2 separate regions of the Anas platyrhynchos genome follow, and region 2 is linked to region 1. Evidence: chromatin contacts called from public Hi-C data. All regions are on one chromosome and are shown on one strand. Each heading gives the region's core, a stretch centred on a gene start, on an enhancer-like site or on the middle of the called end of the contact. The rest is flanking DNA. Distances are from core to core; before and after follow the strand shown. Region 1 overlaps PLEKHG1 (pleckstrin homology and RhoGEF domain containing G1). Region 2 overlaps PLEKHG1 (pleckstrin homology and RhoGEF domain containing G1).

The links. Hi-C and Micro-C count contacts between places; a contact is called where the count stands out from the background.
Region 2: a contact with region 1 is called in a Hi-C map of subcutaneous adipose tissue, with 2.3 times the contacts expected there. The contact joins two enhancer-like sites. A contact is called at or near these places in 3 of 8 Hi-C or Micro-C datasets (liver, skeletal muscle and subcutaneous adipose tissue).

Annotation. Positions count from the first base shown.
Region 1 is chr3:53,590,661-53,593,820 of IASCAAS_PekinDuck_T2T, forward strand. All of the region lies in intron 1 of PLEKHG1 (pleckstrin homology and RhoGEF domain containing G1), which reads left to right. Among named protein-coding and RNA genes, the nearest start is that of PLEKHG1, 10 kb to the left of the region's middle. Within about 2 kb of position 1,416, at least 4 of the 8 cell types and tissues checked have an H3K27ac peak or open chromatin away from gene starts, as enhancers often do. A contact at or near this core is called in subcutaneous adipose tissue, where this site is marked.
Region 2 is chr3:53,754,284-53,757,443 of IASCAAS_PekinDuck_T2T, forward strand. It overlaps PLEKHG1 (pleckstrin homology and RhoGEF domain containing G1), which reads left to right. Exons shown (of 20, transcript XM_072035907.1): 6 at 318-387. Among named protein-coding and RNA genes, the nearest start is that of MTHFD1L, 25 kb to the right of the region's middle. Within about 2 kb of position 1,713, at least 1 of the 8 cell types and tissues checked has an H3K27ac peak or open chromatin away from gene starts, as enhancers often do. A contact at or near this core is called in subcutaneous adipose tissue, where this site is marked.

The DNA.
Region 1 (3,160 bases), core at 166-2,665:
CTTTTGGAGCACATGTTTAAACATTGTTCAAAGCAGTCTGGTCACTGTGGGGTGGTATGGGTGGGTTGGGCAGGATAGGATATTCAAGGCTGCCCTTTGCCAGATAGTTCTTGCTAATTTCCTGGCTGTGCTGCATGGCTTATCTCCCAGACAGAAAGAAGGAAGAGGCTGGGAGAGCATGTTTGCCCCAGAGAGGAGGTATTTGGAAGGGCGGCTGGAGCTTCAGATGGCCAGGTCTGGCAGCTTGCAGGTGTTGTGGTAACAGAAGCTGGCTCTTGTTTAACTGGAGCAAGAGTGGGAATGAGAAGGGCCTGCACAGACAGAAAAGATCCTCACAGACTGGGAATTATGGTCTGACCCTGTCTGAGTTTCTCTTCAGCTCTTCTGTTCAATCATTCAGGTCACAGCAGACTGGTGATGCATTAGCCTTGGGTCATGCCTTGTTTTTTGACCTTGTAGGTGCACTAGCATAGGACCTTTCAGTCTAGAAGCAGAGGCTTGTACATAAAACAGCACTGTATATTTGCTAAGAAGTGAATTTTGGAGAGGAGGACTAAAGAAAGATGAAAACAAATAATCCATGTACAGACCTGGCTTATTTATAATCCTACCTGCTAAAAAATGGAGGCCACTGGGACTCTGACCTGTGGAGTGGAGGGAAGGTGGGACTGAAGTCCGTGTGCCTTAGCAGTCTGATTACTTTAGGAACTGTTCCTTTAAAGCTAATTAAATGGTCTGTCCTACACAAGTTTATCCTGATTTTTTTACTTAGTAGATTAGCCTGACTTGTACAAGCCTCTTCTACATTTGTATGAAAATGTTACTTGCCTTGTCCTAGAGTATTCCCCTACCTGGTTTGTCCTCACAGAGCAGAGCTCAGGCCCCTCTGAAGGTTCCCAAAGTTCCTAAGTGCAAAACCCTCCTCCTGAACTGGTAGCCAAATGCCTGAGCTGTATGAAAATTAACTGTGCTCTTTCCTGCCTGGTGCAGGCAAGCTGCTTTTCAGTTTAACTCTGTTTTTATAGAGTAAATTGCCTTCCAGTAATCAAACAACCCTTTAAAAGATTATACATAAAATTACAGGCATCTCCAAATGCATCGCAGATGTCCTTGGGGTTTCACGTGCCTAAGGGAAAGCCTTGGTTTTTAAAGATGGAAAAAGCAGGAGAGATTAAAGGAAAAAGACTAGTTGCTTTCATAGAAATATGGGAATTATCAGACTGAGTCAGACTTAGACTGTGTAGACCAGGGGCTCTAATTACCACAGTTTGCACCCACTGGCACAGTGCATGCTTTCAGTCATGTAGACAGCCCATGTCTGAAAAGCTGAGCTGTCTCCTTTCGGAGCTGGGTGCCCTATAAGCAGCACTATGGCTTAATTACTCTGGCTGCACGCGCGTTCCTCCTGGGAAGGAGTCCACGTGTTGACGTCTGCTATCAGCCCGAGTCAAAGGAGGAGCAGGGGCAGAGGAGCTGTTGCATTTCTCTGGAACAGCTGCAGTTTGGGATCGGTGCCAGAAGTGGGGGAGGAGATCTTCGGGAGGCCCAAAGAGATAAAGGCGGATCCCTCCAGGTCTAGGGCTTTGAGAGACCAGCGCCGTGTGTGGGCAGGAGTCAGGACGCTGTGTGGGAAATATCTGCAGTTTCACTAGGAAGGGAGTTCCCTCCTGGATCTTCACGCAAGCTGCTTGCCAGTTCGCTTCATGCAAACCGCATGCCTGGCCTTATCACAGATCTAGGCCAGTACGTGGGGTGCAGCCTCTGGCCTTTTCCAGCCCCCTTGGCACTGGATACCTGTAGCTACCGGACTCAAACATGCCCTGCTCTGGGCACAGAGGGCCACGGGGACAAAACCAACGGGGGCTGTCCGACTGCCTTCTAGGCAGCATGAATAAAGCACAATATGGGAAGTTTATGCTCAGGGTGGAGAACTTGGCTAGCCTGTGTAATGCAGCTCTCGGCCTTGTGTTGCTTGCTGTTCATGGGGTACGAGGCTGAGGGTGTTCCAACGGAGCAGATAAATATAGGGTTTAGTAATATTGTCAGAACTTTTCCTCAGCTGTCTGCTTAATATGAAGTGGCGAGCATAAAGGCCACGTATTGTTTCTACCTTTTGGTATTTGATACCAGAAGGGCACTTTGCAAGTCCACAGACACGCCTGTGCTTCCTGTGACTTCATTTGGAAGTATCCAACCACACCTGGGGGGGAGCTGTAAAGTGCAAGTTGGGATGACAGCATCTTTTGTAAATACAAGAGGATTTCCTGGGATTATGTTTGAATGCCTGGATCTCTTGGGGAGGGGGGAAACGTATTTGGTCTAACAAAGCCATGAGAAGGTTTTCTGCATTATGTAATTTATAAGGTCACTGGCAATAGTCCAGCCAGCAACCTGCTTCAAAGTAACTGACTTCAGATTATCCATGTTGTTCTGCTGAATAAACCCAAATGGCATGGGATACAAGTACATTAAAATCCTAGCCACAGTCTAGAATGTTTCTGTCATTCTTTTCTATAAGCATTAAAGTAGTACAAAACAGTCATCTGCATGTTACTTCTCGGGATGTGCTATAGGATTACTTTGTGACCAATCTCTGCAATTTCTCAGTGACTCCGCTTTCTGGTATATTCTTCATAAAGCTTTCTTTCCCTTTTGTATTTAAAATTTGTTCTGACTCTGAACAGGGCAGAATAAATGCATCCTAATGAACGGTGTAATGAACATGAAGCTATTTTGGCTTGGGCAAACCAATTCATTTTCATGAAACTCATTCTTATTGGAATATATTCAACAATTAGTACATGTCCCCTTTGAAGGGAAATTTTTGTTTCAAAATTAAAGCCATATTTTGTAAGCATGATGCTTAGCTTTTGTCAAGTAGCAGTGGATCAGGTAAACCATGCAATGTGTTGTGCTAACCCTTTTTGGTGGTATGCATAAGCTCTTTTACATACAATTCAGGTAACATGTAGCTTTAAAATAAACTTTGCTAAACAGTCAACAAGGCAGCATTTACCTGGACTGTTAATGAAGCGCAAGCAGGAAAGGACATGCTGTTTCTGAATTTGCCTATAGTATTATAAATAGTTCTTGTGGTACTTATCCACAGTTGTGCTACTGAATCCAATCACTGAAGAAACTCACTAACATTTTCAATAAT
Region 2 (3,160 bases), core at 463-2,962, 160 kb after region 1:
ACTGTTGTGTTTTATGCGTTAGGAACCAGAACTGTATGTTTGACTCAGTCCAGTTTTGACCCTGTTTTATAAGATGGTGTATTTATATTCTGAAAAGAAACAAAGAAGTCTGTTTACGTGGTCCAGTTCATTGGAAAATGGAAGGTCTATGCAGGGGATCCAGAGGGTTTCTAGTACCCTTTTTTGGACTACCTCCATCATAAGTGCTTTGGGTATCACTGCCATGAACAGTGGAAGTGTCTGGCTCTAGGGTATACGTCTGTGTCTATTCTGAGATGTGCAATAATTGTCTTGGATTTTTCTGTTCTTTGTTTTAGTGAACTTCTGCAAGATTTGGAAAACTGTGAAAATGATCCTGTGGCTATAGCAGACTGTTTTGTTTCCAAGGTAAGAGGCTACTGCAAGAATCTGCAGCACAACGCCTATTGCAGAATGATATGGGAAAGTAAAATTAATTACTTTCGAGACCTAATTTTTATTTCAACCAAGAAAAGTTAGCAAATCAACAGAAAACAAAGGAATTTCTCTTGGTAGACAATAGTGGTATGTCTCTGTCCTGTGTTTAAAAATTTATCTAGCAGCTGATCTTTTGTAAGCACTGGAAGAACCTAGTGTTGGATGTATTTTTGCCACATTGCAGTCGGGCTTGTGGCATGTTGTTATCACTTCAAACAAACTATGTCGAATTGAAGGAGAATGTGGTAAGGGCAAATGCAAAGTCTTTATGCCTGAAATGGAACAACTCCACCTGTGGGCAGGTTCTGGCTGCCCAGTGAACAACTCAGCAGAAAAGGATCTGGGGTCATGGAGCACAAGTGTATCTGCGGTATGCCATTGCAGTGAAGGCCAACAGCATCTTGGGATATATTAGCAAAAATGTAGTCAGCGGATTTAGAGAACCTGCTTCTCTTCCCTTCTATGCAGCACTTGTAAGACTACATAAGGAATACTGTGATGAATTTTGGACTTCTGGTACAAGAAAGACATTGACATACTGGAGTGAGCCAGCAGGTCAGGAGAATGAAAAATATGGTGTACTAAGGCTGACAAAACAAGATTTGTTTAGCTTGAACAAGAAAAAGCTGAGCAGAAATGTCTACTGCTGTCTACCTAACAAGAAAATATAGAGAAGACAAAGTCCAACTGATTTTGGAAGGAGTGCAACGATAGGATAAGGGGTAGTGGACACAAGTTACAACAAGGGAAATTCCAGTTTGTTTTAATGATTTTCAGGTTTGTTGTTTAGCCATAAGAAGGTGGCCAAGCATCAAATGGACTGCAGAGAGGTTGTAGCATCTCCTTCTTTAAAGATATTTAGAGCTCTAGAAGATGAGCAATGTGATCTAAATGGTCCTGCTCTGAGCAGGAGGAAGGATGAGATGACTTTCAGAGTTCCCACCCAATCTAAATTATCCTACGATCTGCTGATTTTGGGGGTCGTTCCAGAGCTGAGGGTCCCAGTTATTCCTGTGGGTTCTACCACAGAGAAAATGTGGACACCATTGTCATACCTTGTGTGTCATGTAAGTTGTTCCTGTGCTGACACCCAGTTGCGAGGCCTTTTGTGATATTTACAGATGTCAGAATTTGGAGTTCGTACATCGTTCTGCCATATTGCATGCTTGTATCTGGGACTACTACTGGCTGAGACACGAAACAGAGGTGGTGCAAGAGATAATAACTAGTCCAGGAAAAAGTTGCTCCCTCAGTGATATTGGCCAGCTGAAAGTAGTTTTCTGATAGACTTTCTGGCCATTAGTTCCAAAATCCATCTGTGTATCATTGCTTGCTTGTGCTTTTTTGTTCCCTTGTCAAATGCTTTTAGCATTTGTATTATTGGCAGGCAACTGCCTGATGGCTCAGAAATTGCTGGAGACTGCAATCCTAGTGAACATTTTTTAACTTCATCCAGACGAGTGCAAACACTTAAAAGCAAAATCAAACAATACCAAAATACCCCACAGTTCTGTTTTTGGCTGTGAAGATGTCATTACAGTAACTGGTGACTGTCTTAACAGACTCCAGTTGTCCATTCTTGGTTGCTCGTATCTTCCCAGCATTGAGTAGTGGAAACAAAACATCCTTTTTTGGCAGTATGCAGTCCTTAAAGTCTTACGGGACTTTAGCCACTTATTGTTTGATTACTTTGAGTGTGCTAGATCTTCACTGTGACTTACACACGGGGATAATTTCATACCAAAGTCATAGCTCATGGCTTTAGCTAATGGATGTAGCTCCAGTGGAGCTTCTTTAGTGTTTTCAGTGGAGCTGTGCTTTGGGTTATGCTGGCTCCATTTTTTTTCACCCTACTGATTCACTTGTGAATATCCTAGTTGTTAGGAATTTAAACACATAATCAAGTTTTCACTGTAGGTACTATGTTTGCTTTTTGCATTTCATGAAACTCAGTAACTGAATGAAGTAATAGCCTTTTCTTTCTTCAGGACTCATGTGAAATGGTGAAAATTTGTTTTGCCTGAATAATAGAATAGTTATGGTTAAAGTAACTGGAGCTTATTGAAATGTTTGCTATTCTTGAAAAAATCTAGTAAGCTTAGTTTTGTAAGGTCTAGTTTTGAACTGTTTACAATGGACTGTTTCTTTGAACTTGAATTTGTTAGTTGGTTTTGTTTAGTAAAATTTGTTGCATAGCTTTTCATGTTTCCCTTACGCATTCATATATCATTGTTTCTTGCGTATAGCATTCATGTTTGAGTAGTAAACAGCCTTGCAACTTTTATTTCTGAGGGAAAAACAGTAAGGATTATCAACTCACATTAGCATACTTTGAACAAAGACTCACAATTGTGGATTTGAGTCTTTATCATTTATTCTGTTGAGTGCCCAAAGTAAATAGCTCCTAAAGTGGCAGCTTTTACTCGTTAACAACTTCATCAAGACATCTTTACTGTAAACCATCCAGTAACATAAAACTCACTAACAGATAAAATAACCATGCAAAGTTATCTGACAGTAGAAATATTTAACAACTGCTTACAACATTATACTAAGCCCCTGTTCTTCCAAATGTTTTTAAAATCCATTAATAACCCATGGGGAAATAAAGATACAAATGCAGAAAAGCACACCTTTTCTTAATTTGCTGTCTGATCATGATTTGCTGGTTTTAGCTATCTGCCTCAAGAAGTGAGGGGGGATG